2 separate regions of the Ovis aries genome follow, and region 1 is linked to region 2. The links are chromatin contacts, called in public Hi-C maps. All regions are on one chromosome and are shown on one strand. Each heading gives the region's core, a stretch centred on a gene start, on an enhancer-like site or on the middle of the called end of the contact. The rest is flanking DNA. Distances are from core to core; before and after follow the strand shown. Region 1 has its middle 36 kb from the start of MVB12B. Region 2 overlaps MVB12B (multivesicular body subunit 12B).

Region 1 (4,513 bases), core at 1,028-3,527, 210 kb before region 2:
TACTTAGAGTCAGATACACAGCAGCACCAAAGTGATCTATTCATGCGAGGTCCCCAGCCAGCAGCCGGAAGCTCGGGGAGCAGTTGTGACTTTGGAGGATGGGAGCTGGCGTGGTTTATGCAGGGGGTTCCAAGCCCAGACCAGCAGGATGGGTTCAGGGCCGAGTTCGAGGCCCAGCAGGAAAGAGGAGACTGAGGGTGGAGGCCACAGCTGAGCGGATCCCAAGGCCACCAGATGGTGGCGCTGTGGCCGCCAAGCTGCTTTCCACCCTGTCAGCCTAGGAAGGGTGTAGAGGGCTCCGCCTGGCAGAGGCAGGGAGGCTGAGCCAACCCAAGCCTGGGGCTGCCAGGGTCCATGAGGAATTGGGGGGGGAGGGAGGAGCGCGACAGCCTCAGTCCTCCTGCAAAAAGCTTGTCCCCATCTGCGTTTTGTTAGCGCTTTGACCCCCAAGACTTGAGTTTGAGCAAGTTCCGGGAGATGGTGAAGGACAGGGAAGCCTGGCATTCTGCAGGCCATGGGGTCGCAAAGAGTCAGATGCGACTGAGCAACTGAACAACAGCCTCAAGACACCAGGTTCAGCTTCTTGCATTGCAAAGTGTGGACCTCTTAGACTCTCTCACCTCATACCTCCCTGAGGTCCTCCCGTTCAAGCCTCCACCCCATTGCTGAGCCTGCCCTGAGCCTTGACCCTCAATTTATCCTTGACACTTACCCTGTCCCTGACCCTCTCTCCTCCTCCACGCCCCCTATTCAGTTCTCCCAGTCTCTGAGTCCTGCCCCACCCCTGCCATTTCACACCCATCTCAGATCCCTCCTACCCATCTTGCTTCTGGAATGGGGTCAAGACCCTGTGCGAGATTCCAGGAGGAGAGGAGGGGTATCTGTTGCTCATATTCCTTATAAAGTATTTTAAAGCTGTGTGCACGCATGCTAAGTCACTTCAGTCGTGTCCACCTGTTGGCAACCGCACGGACTGTAGCCCTCCAGGCTCCTCTGTCCATGGAAGTCTCCAGGCAAGAATACTGGAGTAGATTGCCATGCCCTTCTCCAGGGGATCTTCCTGATTCAGGGATCAAACCCACGTCTCTTAAGTCTCCTGCACTGGCAGGCGGGTTCTTTACCACTAACACTACCTGGGAAGCCCCATATTAAAGCTGAGAGGTCCCTATTTTCTTTGGGGACCAAAAATCGGTGGGAATTTCAAGATGACCTCAGTAAAATGCCACGTACAAAATCAGTCCACAGCTTGAGACATCAGAATAGTGCCCCCTCCTGCTCCTTGTGGAAGATGGGGGGCAGAGGGTAGAGAGAGGGCAGAGGGGGCCATTTGCACATTTCTGTCTTATTTTTTGATCTGTGTGTTGGGTAGACAAGTGTGTTCATTTGGTGACCTTAAATCAAGCAATGGGATTTGTGCATTTACTTGTGTCTATGTTATGCTTTAATAGAAAGCTTTTTTAAAAATGCAGTCTGGGCATTTCAGGCCCTCAGGGCAGCAGAGCTGGCAGTTGGGACATGACTACCTAGAAGGCTGGTCGGGCTGATTCTGCCTTAAATGGGCCCTTGGAAAAGCATGATCAGGCTCTCAGTGTTCCCAGGACAAGCTTTCACCCCAACAGGATGCTGACAACAAGCCCCTACCCCCCGCCATGCACCCCCTGTCCACTGGGACCCTGCCTCAGTGCCAGCTGCCTTTCCTAGCCTAACAGCTGTATTTTTCAGGTACAATATGACAGGCTCAATCTATTCCTGTTATATATTTCCCAGTAAATGGACAAGGTGAAAACAGTGTCAGTTCAAATCACTATCATGACACTTAATTCTGATTTACTGTACCTTTTGCTGCAATCTTGAAAGTGCCCGCGACTGTGCTGAGCTGGATCGCCCAGCCGGGCCCCACGGGGTTGACGTTGAGATCAGCTTCAATAAAAGAATTTAGGGTAAGGCGGCCCCTGGTGAGCAGGGGGCAAGCCGGAGCCCAGAGGACGAGCCAGCAGAGACGCTGGAGCCTGGCTCTCCCACACCTCCCTCCCGCCGACTCTTTGTCCCAGCCCTGTGTTTGCAGCAGCTGGGAAATTTATGGAGGCTCCATAAACGGGTTTTACAGACAGCTGTTAGAGCGTGCGGAGCAAGGCTTGGCTGTCGGGGGACCTAGTCGTAGGCTTACAGCCAAGACACTTAAATATTATGGCCCCACATATATAAAAAGTGTGCTGTGAGTCCTCTGCTACCTCCCTCCTCCTGACCCAGGAGCATGGGGTATGGCCAGAGAACAGCATTGCTCCCAGTTGCCAGCTATCCAGAAACCAAATGCCTGCAAACTCTCACTCCAGTCCCTGCCTCCCAGTCCAGGAGCCTCTGGCTGGGCAGACAGCATGCATGAAGGGAGACTCATCCAGACAGCAGTGCCAGGCGAGTGCCAGCCCCCAGTCCTGCCCTTCTGACCCACTGTGCCCAGGCTCAGCTCAGCACATTCCTTTAGCCTCAGGACCTGGCTCCAGCTCTTTTCCCTGCCTTGAAATCTTCCTGCCCACCCCCAATCTTTTCTTGCCCTTGCCGGTCCCTATCAACCAGAACTCAGCTGAAATCTTGCTTTCTCAGAGGCGACATCACAGCCTTTTAGAATCATATACCCTGTTATAAATGCTCACATCCCCCTGGACTTCTTCATAACATTTATAACAATTGCAATTAACTAATATTGGTGTCATTATCTGTTTAATGTCTATCTCCCCCACTGGACAATAAACTCTGTGGAAGCAGGGACTTTACTTGACTATATCCCTAGTGCCTTACACACGGCCTGGGAATAAATACTGAATGAATGAATGAACAAACGGAGAACAGACACAATTCTCAGACCTAGGACAAGACGAAAGGTGCTCAGCTCCGAAGAGCAGGTGGAAGGTCTGTGGGGGTTCGGTAAAGAAAAACCGCTTTGACAAGGGGGAACTAGGAAAGGCTTGCAGGAAGAGGAGCCATGGGATCTCCTCTTTCATTCAGAAGTCCCTACTGTGAAACTTAAGATGTGAGTCAGAGAGCTATTTCTTAGTCTTGTTGAGCCTCAGCTTCCTTGTCTTTAAAATGGGGCTAATGATAGAGATGCTGAAAGCTCGACCTCTCTGCACCTGTGGTGAATCAAATCTCAGAGCAGAATTCAGGGCAAAGCAGAAAACAATAGCTTTATTGCTTTGCCAGGCAAAGGGGAACACAGCAATCTCCTGCCCTTGAAAACTGTGTCCCAACCCAAGGTGTTTGGTGAGGACTTCTATGGCAAATGGTTCAAGGGTGGGGGCTCCTTATAAGGGTCAGGTGTGTGCAGGGCCTGCGCTCCTCTAATCTGGCCTCAGGTAATCTTCTTAATGAGCTTTTCTGGTTCCTTTAGCCCCAGGTGGTCTTCTCCGGTATGAAGAAAGCGGACATCTTCCATTTCCTGGGTTTTAATTCTATAAGAATCTGCCTGCAATGCAGGAGATGTGGGTTCTACCCCTCGGCCAGGAAGATCCCCTGGAGAAGGGAATGGCAACCCACTCCCGTCTTCTTGCCTGGAGAATTCCACGGACAGAGGACCCTGGTGGGCTGCAATCCATGGGGTCACAAAGAGTCAGACATGACTGAGCAGCTAACACACACAGCTCTATAAAGGGCTTAAAGACCTTGTTATATGTATCCTTTGCAGTAGAACCAGGACCCTGCCCCAAGGCTGCTCCTGTGTTGTCTTTGCATTCCATCTTTTCCCTTCCTGGGTTAGAAACTGTTCACATCTGCCCTTTGGAACTTAGGGAAGGTCATGGAAGTTGGAGTCAAGAAACAGGGTCAGAAAGACTTCCAAGCCCCAGAGTCCCGCAGGGTCCTGCTCGGTTTCGATAGTGCCTGTATCATATGTTTGTTGCAAAGAATAACTGTATTCATAGCACAGCTCATGGAATAAGTGTTCCTTAACGTACATGACTTCTGGAAATATATAGCCAGAACTTGGTAATTCCAGGCAAAGGGTATAGCATGTGTGAAGGTATTTATGAGGGGTAAAAATCATTCACCTTGATGCCCTGTGGCTCAGAAACCATGTTTTGTGTCTCATAACCTTTTACAGTGGAGAAGGCAATGGCACCCCACTTTAGTACTCTTGCCTGGAAAATCCCATGGACAGAGGAGCCTGGAAGGCTGCAGTCCATGGGGTCGCTGAGGGTTGGACACGACTGAGCAACTTCACTTTCACTTTTCACTTTCATGCATTGGAGAAGGAAATGGCAACCCACTCCAGTGTTCTTGCCTGGAGAATCCCAGGGATGGGGGAGCCTGGTAGGCTGCCATCTATGGGGTCGCACAGAGTCAGACACGACTGAAGTGACTTAGCAGCAGCAGCAGCAACCTTTTACAAAACATGGCTTGCGAGCCAAATTAAAACTAAATATTAAAAAAGCTCAGATCATGGCCTCTGGCCCCATTACTTCATGGTGAATAGAGGGGCAAAATGTGGAAGTAGTGACAGATTTCCTCTTCTTGAACTCTA
Region 2 (5,001 bases), core at 2,238-4,737:
CATGACAAGCGGACTATGGAGGGAAGTGTGGGTCCCGAGGACAGTGGTGGGTGTGACTTGGAGCTGTTGGCGCACATGGTCACCTCCTAGCCCGTAGGTCTAATGGAAAAGAGCTGGTCAAAGGCCAGCTAGACACTTGGCGAGCGTGCGGTATTGTCAAAGCCATGAAAGGCCCTGGTGTGGAAGAAGCAGGTTTGCCGTCAGAAATAGCAAGTATCCCTCATAGGAGGGCTGGAGGTTAGAGTCACTGCTTCCACCTATGTGGCCCCCGACTGCCTGTCTGCGAGTGATCAGAAATGCTGCCAGTGCTGCGTGCCCACCGGCCTGTGTGGCATCAGGAAGCAGCTGGGGTCAGAGTGCCACATGAGGTGAGCCTTGACTTCCAGCCATGGTGGGTGGACGGTGGCAACTGCGGGGAAGGGAGCTTGGCCCTTCCCTTAGGTTCTGAGTGGGCCTTGTCCGGTCTCTTCTAGAAGGCATCGCAGCCTTTCAGGGATCGTCTGCTCAGGGCTGTATTTCCCCAGCTGTGAGTGCACAAGTGTGGCTGTGTCACTTCAGTCGTGTCCGGCTCTTTGTGACCCCATGGACTGTAGCCCACCAGGCTCCTCCATCCAGGAGATTCTCCAGGCAAGAATCCTGGAGTGGGCTGCCATTTCCTTCTCCATGCATGTAGAACGCATGTAGGTGCTCAGATTTCCTTAGTATATTTTTGTATGTGACATACTGCATAAGGTGACGGTGGGCTCCCTGCTCCTTCCTGGGGAGATGTCACGCTGTCCCCAGTGCTTAGCTGGGTCTCCAGGCAGGGAGGGCAGGTCCCTGGGGCCTCTGTGATGCAAGGCCTCTGACCACAGATGTCTCTGTCCGAGCCCCGTGGCCCACGCAGCCCTCCCAGGAAAGGAGGGGGTGTCCCGTGCTGTCGTGGGGCTGACCGTGCTAGTTTCTTTTCATACTTCCCAGAGAAGGGTCCATTTTCTTCCTCCCCAGAAATGATGAAAGTAGCTTAAAATGAGACATTTGGCTCATTTTGTTGATCAGAGAGGATTTGTCCCAGAGTTCTTTTCTTACTTCCTTTTCTTCTTTCTGCTTCTGCAACTCTCTATTTCTTAGGACAGAAAAAAAGAAAAACCATTGTCCACCACCAGTGTCCCAGAGAAGGCCCCCCCATCCCAAGATGACAGGGAAAGTGGAGACCTTCATTCCCACATTCCCAGGGAACTAGCTCGTCACTCCACACCTTTCCGTGACCACAACTCACCAGAAAACCGTGAGGCCCTGCCCCCCCCGACCCCCCCACCGCCGTGCCTGTGGCTGGGACTAGTGAGGCCAGTTTGGCCTCTGCTCAGGGCTGATGGGGACGCTGGACCCCGGGCGAAGCCCCTGCCCATCTCAGCCTGTGGCTGCGCAGCCTTCACGCTAGGAGCGTCTGTGTTACGCTCTGTCCAGGGTGCCCTGTTTCCCTGGGTACCAGGGTTTCCTCATGGACGTCGGAATCCCTCATCCTGGGAGAAGAGGGGCAGCCCCAGGTCGTGACTCGGAGGCGATGATGACCTGGGGGCGCAGTGGATGCGGGGCCGTGGGAAAGGACCTGAACCCCTGACCCCTGCCTTCCCTGTTTTCCCTTCCGGGGGCCCATTCCCACTGCTGCTGTGTCCTCTGAACACTGAGCAGACAGTTCTGCTTCCATCCAGCCCTGAAAGACCAGGAGCCAGCCGTGGTGGCCATGTAGGCCCGCCTGCCGAGCTCACATGGACAGCTCACACCAACTCCTACACAGGCCACACCGCCCTCCTTTTAAACCCAAGCACACCCAAGGTAGTGGCCAGGGTTCAACCCAGTCTTTCTGACTGCAGAACCACTCTCTTCCCCCGGACCTGGGCCTTTCCTGTGAGCCTGACAGCGTGGCTGTGATCAGGACTTGGCCAGGAGGGCGCCTCATGGACGCAGCCACTGCCCACCTCCGCCCCAAGCCCCCAGCCTTGTCCCTTCCACCCCGTGTGCCTCTGTCCTGCCCCCAGCTCCGCAGTGGCTACCCCACTCACAGCGGGACCCTGGGTGGGCTCCGGGCCGTCCCTGCTCTCAGCTCCTGTCTGCACCTCCCGGTGGGTGTCTGCCTCGCGCACCAGGTGTGTCCTGGGAGCACGGATGGTACCTGGGCACATGTCGCCCTTGGCCCCACTCACCCGTGCACGTGTCAGCCAGCTCCAGCCCCTGACCAGCCTGTACTATCCGTGTCAATAGCTCAAGTTACTGAACGTCAGTGGATCTGCAGTGCCATTTATTTTCACTGTTTTTTTCCCCTCTTCTTTTGCAGCCATGGATGGTGTGCCTTTTATGATTTCAGAGAAGTTTTCTTGTGTTCCAGAAAGTGTAAGTTTCTTGCATGATTGCACTCGGCCTCGGCTCCCTCTGCCTCTAGCCTAAGCCCTTCTCTTCACAGCGCTGCAGGGCCATCCTGGCAGCCCCCAAACCCCTCCCTTGCCAGAATCATCCATCGCTACCCTGGTGCCCCACCCCCCACCACCAGAAGCTCAAGAGCAGGACTCTGTAGCTGTGCCTAGAAGGTTCTTGATAAGTGAGAAAAAAGAAGGGATAAGGGTGGGGAGGGAGCAAGACAGACGAACAGACACACTCAGACGCAGCCACAGCCGAGGCTTCTGGATTCAGATGTGATGGTGAATTGTTCTGAACCTTGCTGGCTGTAAATATTCCTGGTTTCCAAGCTCACCTTGTTAATTTCTGCTCTTTTTTATTTAACATTGACAACGTTCAGCAGAAAGCAAGCTGCTAACCCTTCCCCATTGTCATTGCCGCATCCTGTGACGACCACATTCTCCGCTCTGAGTCGCAGGCGTCTGAATGGCGGGGCTGGGCGTGCTCACGCAGGCTGCTGCCCAGCAGCTGTGGGTCCATCGCCCACGGCAGGCCAGCACAGACCCCACGGTGCACGAGAGGGAACCAAGGCCAGGCTGGGCCCCCAAGCCGTCTTTAGTGACAGAGGGACTGAGTGAACGCGCCAGGCCTGCAGGCCGGACCCCACACCTTGAGAGGCAGGCATGGCCTCGGGCCCGCCTGGCACCCCTGTGCCCTGTCTCTGGCGGCGCCTGTACCCCTCAGTGGTGCAGGCCGGGTCTGTGGGCTCTGTAGACTTGTTCCTGGATGTTTTTCAAATCCTTGCTGCAGAAGTTTGCTCTTGAGTAGTTAATAAACACGACATCCCTGGTTTGGGCACCAGCTCAGAGTCCTTCAAGCAAAAGTGTTTTTCTTGGATCCAGCTTAAAACCACCCAGCTTGCGATCTGACCTGCCCTGGAGTTTCCATTTTCATGAAATATAATAGGCCTCCTCTGAACCCTTCTGGTAAGCGGCTTAATCTTGAAAAAAAGAAAAAAACACGCTCGTGATGTTGACACGCAGAGCCTGTGTAACTTCAGCCGACCACTCACTCCACTTGGCTGTGTTGCCATGGAGACGCTGGCGCCTCTCCCGCCCGCGCGGTTGGAGAGGCCATTCTGTCCTGCGCTGCGGCTCCAAGCGGGCAAGTTTAGTGGGGCAGTTAGAGCCTAATGATACAACAGCTGGACCGCCGCTGGATCCCGGGCCGCGCAGGCAGGCGGCCCGGTGCTCACGCCGCGCGGGCTGGCAGCAGGAGAAAGCCAAACTGTTTTGTGGCTGAGGGCAGCGCAGCTCCAGGAGCCGAGAGCCTAATTCGGTGGCCCTGTCCCAAGTCCGGGATCTGCCGACTCAGCGAGTGCTCAGGCAGGCGGCCACGGGCCAAGTCCAGCGCTTCCCCTCGCTTCTCTCTCTAATCTCCCGGCAGCCTGGCCTGGCCAGGAGGGGCCCGCCCGCGATGCTTTGTAACCGGAGAAGAGGTTGATGGAGGGATTAACCTGTCCTGCTACATCCCGCCTAGAGGCAGGCGGAGGCGCTGAGTCCCGTCAGAATCCGGGTCCTGGGGCTCAGAGCGGGCCTTCAGGGAATCCCCCCTGGCCCGGCTCAGACTCCAGCTCTTGCCCCTGCTTCTGGGCTGCAGTTCAAAACCACGAAGGCCTCCAGGGGTTTTATCCGACTCTCAGGTTGCACCTGTTCACCCCCAGCTGCTAGCCCCGGGGGGCTGCCTTGGGAATACAGATGATGGGGGTCCCAGGGGGGACCCAGGCCAGGGACCTCGGGGACAGGGCTCCCTCTGCCCCTCACCAGGCACTTCAGCCCAGGCTTCTCTGGGCCTCCAGCTGACTCTCATTGCCCTGTGTGTTTAATTTTTCATGCTGGGTGTGGAAAAGCCAGTGTTCTCAAAGAAGAAAGGTCCCCATCTCTATGAAGTTTTAGAAGCAAACACTCAATTAAAATGGTGTTATTATTTTCCACCACTGTTGATTTCTCAAACGACCATTGATGGGCAGTTGGTTAGTTCATTCACCTGGCATTTTAAATGACCTAGAGTTCCCTCCACCCCCTTCCCTGATGCTAAGGAGTCCCAGGCAAGAGATGGGCTGCCTGCCTCCCCAGAGTTCCTCAAACCCATTCCAACACCCAGGTGAGGGTGGTCAGGGCAGTGTAGTGAAGCCGTGGGCACCTGCATCCCCCTGGCTGCAGAAAGAGCATACTGGTCTTTCCGGGGTAGGGTGGGGGGTGGTCAGAGAGAGACGAGAGGCAGAAGTTACTGATAGCAGTGACGGTCTTTCAGGAGAGCTGTGGCGGCCCCCCACCCCCGACCTGGGCGCCTAAGCAGGAGTCCCCACCAGAAGGGCCCCGGTGGCAGCCAGGTTTTCTGAGTCTGCTCACGCAGCACTGTGGAGTCACACTGATGGTTTCTGTGGAAAGGAGTGGAGAAAACACCAGATCGCAGTGGGGTTTGAAGTGTCGCAGTTGTGAAGGAAAGCAAATGTGAAGCAGCACTTTTTCCAGCCATGTGAAAGGGTGACTTGATGTATTTTCAGATGCAGCCCTTTGATCTCCTGGGAATCACCATCAAATCTCTGGCAGAAATTGAAAAAGAGGT

The links. A called contact is a pair of places that touch in the nucleus more often than the background predicts.
Region 1: a contact with region 2 is called in a Hi-C map of hypothalamus, with 3 times the contacts expected there. The contact joins two enhancer-like sites. A contact is called at or near these places in 2 of 16 Hi-C or Micro-C datasets (hypothalamus and tail adipose tissue).

Annotation. Positions count from the first base shown.
Region 1 is chr3:9,833,720-9,838,232 of ARS-UI_Ramb_v3.0, reverse strand. No RefSeq gene overlaps it. Among named protein-coding and RNA genes, the nearest start is that of MVB12B, 36 kb to the right of the region's middle. Within about 2 kb of position 2,277, at least 10 of the 54 cell types and tissues checked have an H3K27ac peak or open chromatin away from gene starts, as enhancers often do. A contact at or near this core is called in hypothalamus and tail adipose tissue, where this site is marked.
Region 2 is chr3:9,624,202-9,629,202 of ARS-UI_Ramb_v3.0, reverse strand. It overlaps MVB12B (multivesicular body subunit 12B), which reads left to right. Exons shown (of 14, transcript XR_009600100.1): 8 at 2,315-2,370; 9 at 4,940-4,999. Among named protein-coding and RNA genes, the nearest start is that of LMX1B, 120 kb to the right of the region's middle. Within about 2 kb of position 3,487, at least 17 of the 54 cell types and tissues checked have an H3K27ac peak or open chromatin away from gene starts, as enhancers often do. A contact at or near this core is called in hypothalamus and tail adipose tissue, where this site is marked.